Regions from separate parts of the Gossypium hirsutum genome. Here regions 1, 3 and 4 are each linked to region 2. The links are chromatin contacts, called in public Hi-C maps. All regions are on one chromosome and are shown on one strand. Each heading gives the region's core, a stretch centred on a gene start, on an enhancer-like site or on the middle of the called end of the contact. The rest is flanking DNA. Distances are from core to core; before and after follow the strand shown. Region 1 holds the start of LOC107932953 (cysteine proteinase COT44-like). Region 2 holds the start of LOC107945347 (probable LRR receptor-like serine/threonine-protein kinase At4g37250). Region 3 holds the start of LOC107945354 (protein CONSERVED IN THE GREEN LINEAGE AND DIATOMS 27, chloroplastic). Region 4 holds the start of LOC121224077.

The links. A called contact is a pair of places that touch in the nucleus more often than the background predicts.
Region 1: a contact with region 2 is called in a Hi-C map of leaf, with 2.2 times the contacts expected there. The contact joins the promoter of LOC107932953 here to the promoter of LOC107945347 in region 2. A contact is called at or near these places in 2 of 34 Hi-C or Micro-C datasets (both in leaf).
Region 3: a contact with region 2 is called in a Hi-C map of leaf, with 1.5 times the contacts expected there. The contact joins the promoter of LOC107945354 here to the promoter of LOC107945347 in region 2. A contact is called at or near these places in 2 of 34 Hi-C or Micro-C datasets (both in leaf).
Region 4: a Hi-C map of leaf shows a contact between it and region 2, with 2.6 times the contacts expected there. The contact joins the promoter of LOC121224077 here to the promoter of LOC107945347 in region 2. A contact is called at or near these places in 4 of 34 Hi-C or Micro-C datasets (hypocotyl and leaf).

What each region holds. Positions count from the first base shown.
Region 1 is chrD12:30,319,403-30,322,102 of Gossypium_hirsutum_v2.1, forward strand. LOC107932953 (cysteine proteinase COT44-like) reads right to left here and starts at 1,449. Exons shown (of 4, transcript NM_001327358.1): 1 at 925-1,449; 2 at 1-22. The coding sequence starts at 1,396.
Region 2 is chrD12:30,035,098-30,037,797 of Gossypium_hirsutum_v2.1, forward strand. LOC107945347 (probable LRR receptor-like serine/threonine-protein kinase At4g37250) reads right to left here and starts at 1,386. Exons shown (of 2, transcript XM_016879307.2): 1 at 1-1,386. The coding sequence starts at 924.
Region 3 is chrD12:29,725,684-29,728,383 of Gossypium_hirsutum_v2.1, forward strand. LOC107945354 (protein CONSERVED IN THE GREEN LINEAGE AND DIATOMS 27, chloroplastic) reads left to right here and starts at 1,390. Exons shown (of 7, transcript XM_016879321.2): 1 at 1,390-2,042; 2 at 2,245-2,397; 3 at 2,536-2,613. The coding sequence starts at 1,812.
Region 4 is chrD12:30,397,626-30,400,325 of Gossypium_hirsutum_v2.1, forward strand. LOC121224077 reads left to right here and starts at 1,259. Exons shown (of 2, transcript XM_041106580.1): 1 at 1,259-1,689; 2 at 2,032-2,390. The coding sequence starts at 1,506. The coding sequence ends at 2,216.

The DNA of each region.
Region 1 (2,700 bases), core at 199-2,698, 280 kb after region 2:
GTTGAGAATGCCCAACAACTTCCTGATCGAAGAGAAAAAAATAGATGATAACAGGGCGGGGTTAAATTGAGATTTTGTAACCAATTTTTTGTATTTTTGGTAGTCATTATTCCTTTATTTGCACTTAATTTATTAAAGTAAGTATAAAAAAAAAACTAAAAGCTTATTCAGATCCATTAAGCACTTATTTACTAAAATTAAAGTTTATGAGTTCATTTGTATGTAATGGAAGTATGAAGACTCCTCTAAATAAAGTAGCAAAATCCTTAGTATTTTAGCTTTTTAATTGGTTTTTAGCTTTATTTGTGAAATTTATATATACACTAATTTTAATTGTTTTATCAGTTGATACACCAACTCCTTTATGAAATTATTAAAATTCCTTAAGTTATATATTATGTGGGTGTTTTTATCCTTTTATACAATAAATAAAAATAAGATTTAAACCTGAAACACAATACATGATCGTTGTAAGTAAAATATCAATTATATTTTATAAAATTTTAATAAATATATTTATCACATTATTTTTTTATTCACATTTCATAAATCTAATGTGTATTTATAATAGATAACGTATGATAATTTTCCCTGTAAAAAGTAAATGTAAAAAAAAATCTAATGTTTTAATGTGACTTAAAAAGCCCCAACTACCAAACTACCGTTCCATTTTCATAACTACCATTCTGCCGCCAATCCGTAGTCCGGTTTTTGATAAGAGGATAAAGGAAAATTAAAGAATGAAAAGAAATCATGAATTTGTTTTTTGGACGGATCATGAAATTAGCATGAAGCCTTAAGTCACAAGTAATCTCATATTCTTATTTGATGTTAGATTAGGATACTTCAATAATTAAAAAAAAGAAGTGCATGGATATAATTATTTTCATTTTGAAGTTAGAAATTACATAAAAATTCACTCACCACAAGATCCTTGATCCTTGACCGGACTAACAGCTCCATGATCTCTCCAGTCTACTGAATCCGGCAAGTTATCGCCGGCACGGTGAGCGTAACGTGAGCTGGGGATCTTGGACTTCATGAGTCGACGTCTAGGGTCAGTCCTGGTGCCCAAGAACTTGGCTCGGTACTCTTGGTTGGTTAAATCAGCAAACTTGTTCAACCCAAGCTTATATGTAGTGTTGTTGTTAGAGTTATGTTCATCAATGAATCTCAAGTTATCCTTAAAGATTTCGAACCTTTTCTCTTCTTCACCGATGCCATTGTAAGCTTTGCCATGTTGGATGACCCAAGATTTGTACAACCCCATCACTTCATCATCGCTTCTCCAGCTTGATGATGATGATGGATGGTTTTGGTTTAAGGTTAGAGTGGATATGTATGTAGCAGAAGATAAGGTGAAGAAGAAAAGGGGGAAAAGAAGGGTTAATTCCATGGGAGATTTGAGAAGGGTCGCTGGAGAGAAAGGGTTGAGGAAATTGAATTGATGAAGAAAAGAAGAGAGGTTGAGGGGGTTTATAAAGACGATGGAAATGGTTTAATAATTCAAAAGGGTAGAACATGAATGACGGTTGGATAATTATATTTGAAAAAGAAGAGGCTTTCGGTGTTGTTGGATCCTTCAATGTATATTGTATGAGAAAAAGGAATAAAAGAGCGAAGGGGCAGCCGAGTCCTTTGGAACTTGGATAAAGCACACTATCGGAAAATTAAATTTATTTTTAAATATATATTTAAGGGTGAAAAATTATCCTTTTACTTAGAGGAAGGGGTTTCCTTTACTCTTCATCTACCAGTCAGATTCCAACCTAAAATGTTCAGTAGAATTGGAATCTGAGATGGAAAAGAAAATAAAAGGAAAAGCATTCTCAACTCTTTTGCTATTTTCAAGAGCAGGAAGTCCATCTACATTTTCGCTTTTTTACTAGTAAACCAGTTACTTCTATCATTCACATTAATTGAAAGTTTTCTTTTTCTTCTTTTTACGATTCAATTTTTTTTATAAAATAATTTTGAACATCACATTTGTTAACTAAAATTCAAACAACTTTCGACTTGAATCTAAGATATCATCTTTTACTTATTGATGAGTACTAATCAATCGTACCAATCATCAAATCATGGAACTTGTTAGCTAAACTTTAAAAAAAAAACCTTAACAACCTGATAATTTAAATAATTTTTTTTTGAATAATTTAGTGATTAAAAAAAACTTTCAAATAATTTAATGATTATTTTATAATTTTAAAAATTAAATGACCAAAATGTAAATTTACTAATAGTTTAATCTATCTTAGTATAATTCACCCTAATTAATATTGGAGTAGAAAAGAGTTACACAATTATATTTTTTAATACAATATTAAAAATAAAATATTAGAAAAATATAGTTTAAATCCGTCTATCTATTTAAGTCAAGATAATAGAAACAGATATAGTTGCAAGTTGCAAAATGTATAAACCTAGAATCTGGTCTAATATTCCAACTTGTTGGTTTATCATACGCTACGCCCCCATACCACTCACATGCTGTCATGTTGTTTTCTCGTTTCTCATCTTATGAAATTCAGTGCAACCTTTTCATTCAAATTAAAAAAAAAAAAAGCCAATTTGCTGAAATTTGTAAAATAGAACACTTAATTGATTTCCTTGCTCCCAATCAAAAATTTCTTTTCGGGGGTTTCAATATGAGCATCCCAAGATAATATTTTTTGTACTTCAAAATTCCAGAATCTATTA
Region 2 (2,700 bases), core at 136-2,635:
CGTTTTCTTGGGGATGGCAGCCATTGCTGGAGGATAACTTGGTGAAGGACTTGGACAATCACGCTCTGTTGCTTCGCCACATAGATGAGGATTCCCGGAAAAAGATTTGGAATCTTGGTTCTTGAAAACGACGGAATCCGGAACTTCTCCTGTAAGATTGTTGAAGGAAAGATCAATGGTTGCGTTACTAGGGATTTTCTCGGCGAATTCTGGTGGAATTTTCCCGGAAAGTCTGTTGTAAGAAAAATTCAAGTAGTTGAGGTTGCTGCCTCCGAAGTTTGGTGGCAAGGAACCCTCAACAAGATTGGAAGAGAGATCTAAAACTTGAACAGATTGGAAGCTAGTTGGGAGATTCCCTGAAAAGTAATTGTTCTTCAGAGAAACAACTGTTAGATTCTGGATAGTAGTAAGAGTTGCAGGTAAAGCCCCCGTCAATCCATTATCGGAAAGGTTAAGGAATTGAAGGTTTTGCAGAGTTCCAATGGTTTCTGGTATTCCACCGGAAATCAAATTGTTCGACAAATCAAGAAACCGAATCTGGGTCGAATTGAATAAGGAAACAGGGAGAGACCCATTGAGAGAATTGTTGGAAAGATCAAGATTCTGAAGGTGTTGAAGTAAGCCCAGATCGGATGGAATTGCACCAAGAAGCTGAGAATTGGGAAGAGACAAGCCTGTAACTCGAAGGTCGCCTTTAATTGAGTTGCTTACTGCTCCACAAGTTACTCCATTCCAAGAACAAGGCTTCTGGTCGGCGGAGTTCCAGCTTTGTAACACATTTAGAGGATCACTAAGAATCAAATACCTGAAAGATAGCAAGAGAATCCCATCTGTGTTTAACCCCAAAGCTTGAACCACAAGAAACTCAACCACAAGAAGAATTCTCCACCATAAATGGAGTTTAAGACTGGAGGAGGAACTCATGATTTGTCAAACTGATCACACATTTCTTGTGTGAAAGTAGACACAAAGAGAGAAGGGAGGAAGGAGACGAGAGAGAAAGGAACTAACTGAGATTTATCATTTATGTTAATGAAGTTGCAGAGAGGCCATGTGATGAAAGTTAGCTAAAAAGTAAAATATATATACACAGCTCAATAAAAACAAACTTGTCTCATATAGCCAAAAATGTTCTGGATTGGCAGCTATCTGCATATATATATGCAAAATATATGGTTTTTTAAGGTTTGATCGAAATGATTATTTGCTGATGATCTCACAGTTGGTTTTAGAAATAAATAAATCAAGTAAAGCTATAGCCTATAGGCTACAAGATGAGAATTTTAGAATAGCATCTTTGCTACAAGACATCCATGTCAAGATGAAAAGGTTGCACTGTTCTCTCTTGAATTGACTTTAATCAAACTCTTTTCTTTTTTCTTCTTTTTTGGGAAATATTTAAATTAATTTAATGGGAGAATATTTATTAGTAGAAAATTAATATGATTTAAGGGTGAATATTGTGTACTTTTTATGAAAAAATTAATTTGTAGATTGTACCAAATATTTCTCTAGGTAAATATGTTAAAATTTATCTAATAGAAATTATTAATGTAAACTTGAATTATCATGTCTATAAAAGTAAACTGCGAAGGTGGGATTCTTTCAAAAAGAAAAAAGAAGGGGGTTACAAAGACAAGAGAATGAGCATATATTCCTCAAATCTCGATCGGTCATACATCAATAATTTTATATGTTTCGTCAAATTTAGATGATTGTGTGTAAGAAACATACTGTGTGCATTTCCTATCAAAATCAACTTGGGGGGTGGCAGGGAAAGAAAATTTGGGAGGGAAAATGAATCAAAAAAACATTGATGTAGGGGCAACATAATTGTGAAGGGGACCCTAAAATCATCCTCCAGAGCGTCATTAATGGTTTTATTAGAATTTTAGGTCTTCATTCATTGCTCCACCCTTTTCAAAAATTTGACCATCTGCCATCATCCTTAAATAAAATCATACATTTACATCTCCTATAGCCTATATATCCTTAAAACATGAAAATTCCTCCCTCAGGAAAGTGATTTCAACAGGGCCCCTAACCATGAGCGACCAACACTCGGTTCAGTGCTTTCAAGAAAACAATGAAGCTCCAAATTTAAAACTATTCTGTAAAAAAAAAAAACACTTTTCGACCTATAATCAATCAGGTATATGCCTGTCCAAATAGTCCTGGTTTTGGCAGCATACAAGTTGATCAGGCTGTCCATAGCTAATTTCTTCTCAACATTTTGTAAGATTCCAGCTATGGGTCCTAGATTTCCCATTTTTTTAATTTATTGGCAGATTTGAGTTTGAAGACAATGGGGGAAAGCTTTTGGATTCTTCTTCGTCTCTCAGCAAATGCCCACTCCATCTTTGCAGAATCTTAAGATCTAAACTTGTAATTTTGTTCACACCTGGGGTTTGATTTATTTCATCTTCTTTTTAATTGTTTGTGGCAGCTTTACCTACATTGCTATAATATAATTAAGGCTATTAAAAAACACAGGAGAATACATAAAATATTTTTTCTGCCTGCCTTGTTTGGTGTGCTTCATTTACTTGAAATTCCATAAACAAATTTATAATTATCTCTCAAATTAAGTAAATTAGTCAAAGTAATTTAATTTATGTCAAGTTAAAAGTAAGCAATTAAGAGTAATTAATCATAATATTAATATTTTTTGTTAACTGTACATATTTTTTTATTGATGTA
Region 3 (2,700 bases), core at 140-2,639, 310 kb before region 2:
TGGCATGTTGATGATTGATTGAAAATGGTTACTTGTGACATGTTTTAGTTCATAATTGAACTAAGTTATAATGTTTGAAAATGGTAGAAGGTGATTTGGTAAGTATACATTATGTAAGTTAACTATGTTGGTACATTTGATGCCTTATTAGTTTGTGTCATTGTGACTATATCATGTTGTATGTTTTGAATGGCTCAAATGACATGTTTTGTATTGGAATAGTAATGGTCAAATTTGATGTTTGATTTGTTAGAAGTTGAATTAGGTTCGAGGATAGAAATGAGATCAAATAAATGCATGTTTAGGTAAGTTTAAATATTTGCGTTTGAGGTGCCTTGATTGGCATATTGGTTGATTCATTTGGGATCATTAAATTGGTCATTATATGTAAGTTTTGATAAGGTTTTAATGCTTTGATAATGTGCACTAAAAGTTTTTTTGGTGGATGCATGAATAGTTGTTGGAAATGGCTTGAATTTGGCCAATTTCATGTCCACACAGCTTAAGACACGGACGTGTGACTTAGCCGTGTGTGAAACACAGCCAAGCGACATGGACGTGTGTCTCCTGTAGATTTAGTTGCATGCAAGTCAGGTTGTTACACGGCCTAAAATACGGTGTGGGACACAGGCGTGTGGAGCTATTTTGAGAGTTACACGGCCTGGCACACGGGCATGTAGCTTGGCCATGTGACTCAACTCAGAGAGTTACATGGGCACGAACACGGGCTGGGACACGGTCGTGTGTCCCTATTTCGATTGTTACACGGCTTGAGACACGGGCATGTGTCTCAGCCGTGTGAGTCACACGGCCTGGCCACACTTAGTTGCCAGCAATCCTTATTTATGAAATATTATTTGGTGAGTGCATTTGATTGTAAAACCTTTGTGTTGTGATTTTACAAGCTAAGTTCTCCAAGGGGGAGAATTTAGTGTAAGATTTCTAGTCTTTAAAGGTACAAGTGTGAGTAAATTGTCACTGGGGTATGATAGGTTTAGAATCATTGGTTGTAAATGTTTGAAAATAGTAGATACTTCTCACTGAGCTAAGCTCCACAGATGTAGATAAATCGAATTGCATGTCCCCTATAGAAGTGTCAACTTCTCCAATTACTTTTGTTAATACCTAGCTTGTTACCTAACAACTAATTACAGGTCAACAATCTAAACAATGTCAACGCCAAAACTTGAATTTGGTCCAAATGCTTGGAAAAGAAATTCACTTTCACTTCTTGCAACTACTTATTGGTAATTTTTAATTTTAATTTAAATTACAGTATAAAATATTTTGAAATAATAATGTTTTATAATTTGTAGCGGAACCCAACCCAAAAATTTTGATCGTGGAAAGGCCTAAGTCATGATGGGGGGACAACCCTGGATCCATGGTTCTCACAATCTAATAAACTCTCGCTCGTGGAAACACCAGGAATACACAAAAGATAGCGTGCTTCTCAATTACTGTCACAGTTTGCCTTCATTAAGCAACACCTTCCCATCTTCACTTCTCCTACCACACACACACACACACACACACACACACACACACACAAAAAAGGCAGTTTAATGGCGAGATATATTTCAAAGATAGGTCCCATTATTAAGAACCCATCAATGGAACAAGACAAAAAAACACAAACTAATTCTATGGTTGTTTCTGCTCCACGTACATTATTTAACACTAAACCATGTTTTTTCTTTATAAAGAAATTAACTCAATTATCAACTGTTGCGATCTCTTCTCTTCGCCTCTCCTGTTTCTTGCTCCTAAAACATATAGTCGCCTGCTTCGAACTTAGTTGAGAAAGATAGATGCTTAGGTTAAATGTTTATTGTTCTCTAAATATTCCTATTCCGGAACATATTAAGCTTGGGAGTAGTTATGGTTCAGGCTTACCTAAGTTCCGTGGTGGACCCAAGCTGCCTCGTCGGGTTTCAGTCAGGGCGTTAAAAGATGAGATGGACGGTGGTATGAGCGGCGGCTTTCAAGGCCGGAGCTGGGAACCTGGCTTGGAAATTGAGGTCCCTTTTGAACAAAGACCGGTATGTTCTGCGCATTTACTGTAACTAAAATCTCAAAGTTCCTTTGAAAGCATGGAAAAGCTTGTGATTTGCTAGGCATACATGGATTCTGAGTCGGATGTAACATGTCTTGTAGGCTATCTAATCTATACTGTTATCAATGCATTTCTTATATATATATATATATATGATCATACTCACCATTATCTGTTTGGCGAAATAGGTGAATGAGTACTCGTCCCTGAAAGATGGACCTCTGTATTCATGGGGCGAACTGGGACCAGGCCAATTTTTCCTTCGACTAGGAGGACTCTGGCTGGTAACTTTCACGGTTCTTGGAGTCCCAATAGCAGCTGCAAGCTTTAATCCTTCAAGAGTAATGTTATTCAGACTCGTCATTTTCCTTAATTATTTATGTTCCAACACATATTGGAACAAGCATACCCTTATCGAAAACATTCCGGTACGACACAGTATAATTGGTCCAAATAACGTTCTAATTCACACCTTGCAGGAACCTTTAAGATTTGTGCTTGCAGCTGGAACAGGAACTCTCTTCCTCGTGTCACTGATTGTATTAAGAATTTATCTGGTATGTTTATCTTCTTCAAGTTTTTAGACTGTTTCAGTCATGGCCATTTGTTAATCATTCCGGTGGGTATAATTGTGTTTGCCATGT
Region 4 (2,700 bases), core at 9-2,508, 360 kb after region 2:
GTTGAATAATTCTCTGAATAATAAGTGGGCAAATGATGATATTGATTTAATGGATGGAGATATAAGAAATGAAAATATTGATGGAGTTCCATTAATTAGTTTTTCGAATAGAATCTATTCAATAACTGAGGAGAGCGTGTCAAATAATGTGGTCATCAAACATTTAGGGGGAAGATAGGATACAATGTCTTATGGAACAAAGTTTCGTTATGGAAACCATCTATGTGATTCCAACTTATGGATATTGAAAAAGACTATTTTCTAGCTAAGTTTGAATCTTTTGTGGAATATAGCAACATTCTTTCGAATGGTCCATGGGTGATTTACGAACAGTATCTAATGGTTCAACCTTGGGCGAAGTAGTTTTCTCCATTACAATTGTTCCCTCATAGTGTTGTTGTGTGGGTTCGTATACAGGGTTTATCAGGATCATTGTACAAGAGAAGTATTCTCCAAGCCATCGATGAAATGGTGGGGAATGTAATCAAAATTGATTTAATGACGGATAAAGGAGCAGGGGGTCAGTTTTCCAGATTTGTAGTTCAAATCGACTTAAGCAAGCCGTTCATTTCCAGAATAAGAATCACTAGTAGGATCCATAGAGTGGAGTATGAATATCTTCTAACAGTTTGTTTTGGCTGTGGCACCTTTGGGCACTTGAAAGAAGATTATTCTCAATCAAAGATAATGGAGATCAATCAAAGATAATGGAGAATATTGAGAAAGGATCGGGTGAAGCTAAGGATCTTATTAGATTGGACCAACATGAAAACACTGGATCAATTCAAGAACGGGTTAAGAATGAAAGGTTCGGTGATTGGATGATTGTGAATTATCGGAGTTGTAGACAAAATTAGAGAAACAATGATGGACAAGAGTGTGGAAAAGGAAACATCTTTTTGGATCTCGATGAGAATGGTGCAGGTATTTTTAATTGCGGGAAATAGAAGGAACAAAGAGCTAATTTACCTGCAGAATTATTGGGTGAGGGTTAAGAAAAGCTCACTGCATCTGTTACAAAGATTATGAATGAAAGAGAATTTGATGGGGGGTAATAAAGGGAAGAATACTAAAGATAAAGGCTATAAAAAATGGGTTGTAGATGTTAAATGGTAGGCTAATAAGTAGGCTGTGGGTGGGCCTAGACTAGAGAATCAGAGGGTGGAATTGAGAAGACTGGGATGAGCTCTAGAACTCTCAAGATTGGGTTGAAAGTGGGCTCTAGGCTACCTACATTTGGTACCAATGGTAACCAAGGAATATTGGATCGAAAATTTCACTCAGTTCATAATTTCAAAGAAAACTAAAACTCAAATGATCTGATTGGTTCTTCTCCTCTTATGGGAAATGAACTGGGCATCAAAAATATTATTCCTCGTTCTACACTCCTTCCTTTTTTGAAGGAAAATAAGAGTAATAATACTTTGAGCTCTAAGTCCAGAGGAGATGGGGATAATCTTGATGTCCTAGCTGGCATGGTTCCTGTTTGACAGGTTATCTAAGGAATGGTGGATCGTCTGAAAGTGGAGGGTAAAGTTGTGAATACGCGAGAGGGGAACACAGAACTGGTGGTGTTGGACCAAGCTGACAATGGACAAATTCAAGGTCGACCATCAGGAGTGGTCCATGGGGTGAAAGCGACGCGATACTCATGGACGATTCATCAGAAGAGTGATGGTGCCCTCAAAGGTTTGGCCTTTTTTATTTTGATTTTTATAATGTCAAGAATTTTTTTATAGAATTACCAAGGTGCTGGGCACCCTAATTTTGGTAGAAATATGGAGTATTTACATGAAGTAGATCCTTGTGTTATGGTTTTGATGGAAACCCGAATTAGTGGATTAAAAACTGATAGAGTAATTAAAAGTATTGGTGTGCCTTATTCGCATCAAGTGGAAGCTGTGGGATATTCAGGTGGAATTTGGGTTCTATGCAAAGATAATATCCGTGTCGAAGTTATGGTTAATCATATGCAGTTTATTCACATGAAAATTAAATTTGATGATGTTATAGATTTGGTGTTCTTTATAGGTGTTTATGGGAGTCCCCGTAGAAATTTGAGGAAGGATTTATGGTATGGCCTAAGCTGCATTGCTACAAATATTAATCTCCCTTGGTTGATTACTGGGATTTTAATGCTTTGCTTGATGAGGATGAGAAAAAAAGGTGGCTCGAATAGGGTTGTTGTTATCCAGCTTTCCAGCAGGTATGTTTAGTCTGTGAGTTGAAGGATCCTGAATCTAAAGGTCCCAAATTCACTTGGAATAGAGGGAATATATTTGAACATCTTAATAAATCCTTATGCAATTCTCGTTGGGAGATAATGTTCCCAAATATTGTTGTTTTCCATATGCTGAGAATCAAATCCAATCATTGCCCGCTCTCGATTTCATTCGGTAGCAAGGTAAAAACAAATTCCCCTCGTCTTTTCCGGTTCTTAAGTGGTTGGTTGTCTCATAGTAATTTTAGTTATATGGTTAATGGGAATTGAAATAGTGAGAGCTAGTTAGAAGATTTGGTTGAGAAGTTTATGGTAACAGGGATAACATAGAATAGGGATGTTTTCAGGCACATTTTGAAGAGAAAGAGAAATATGACGAACCAACTTGATTGCATCCAAAGAGCACTGAAGATGTTTCAATCTAAGAATCTTCTTAATCTTGAGAAATCATTGCGAGTAGAACTTGAATGAATTATGGA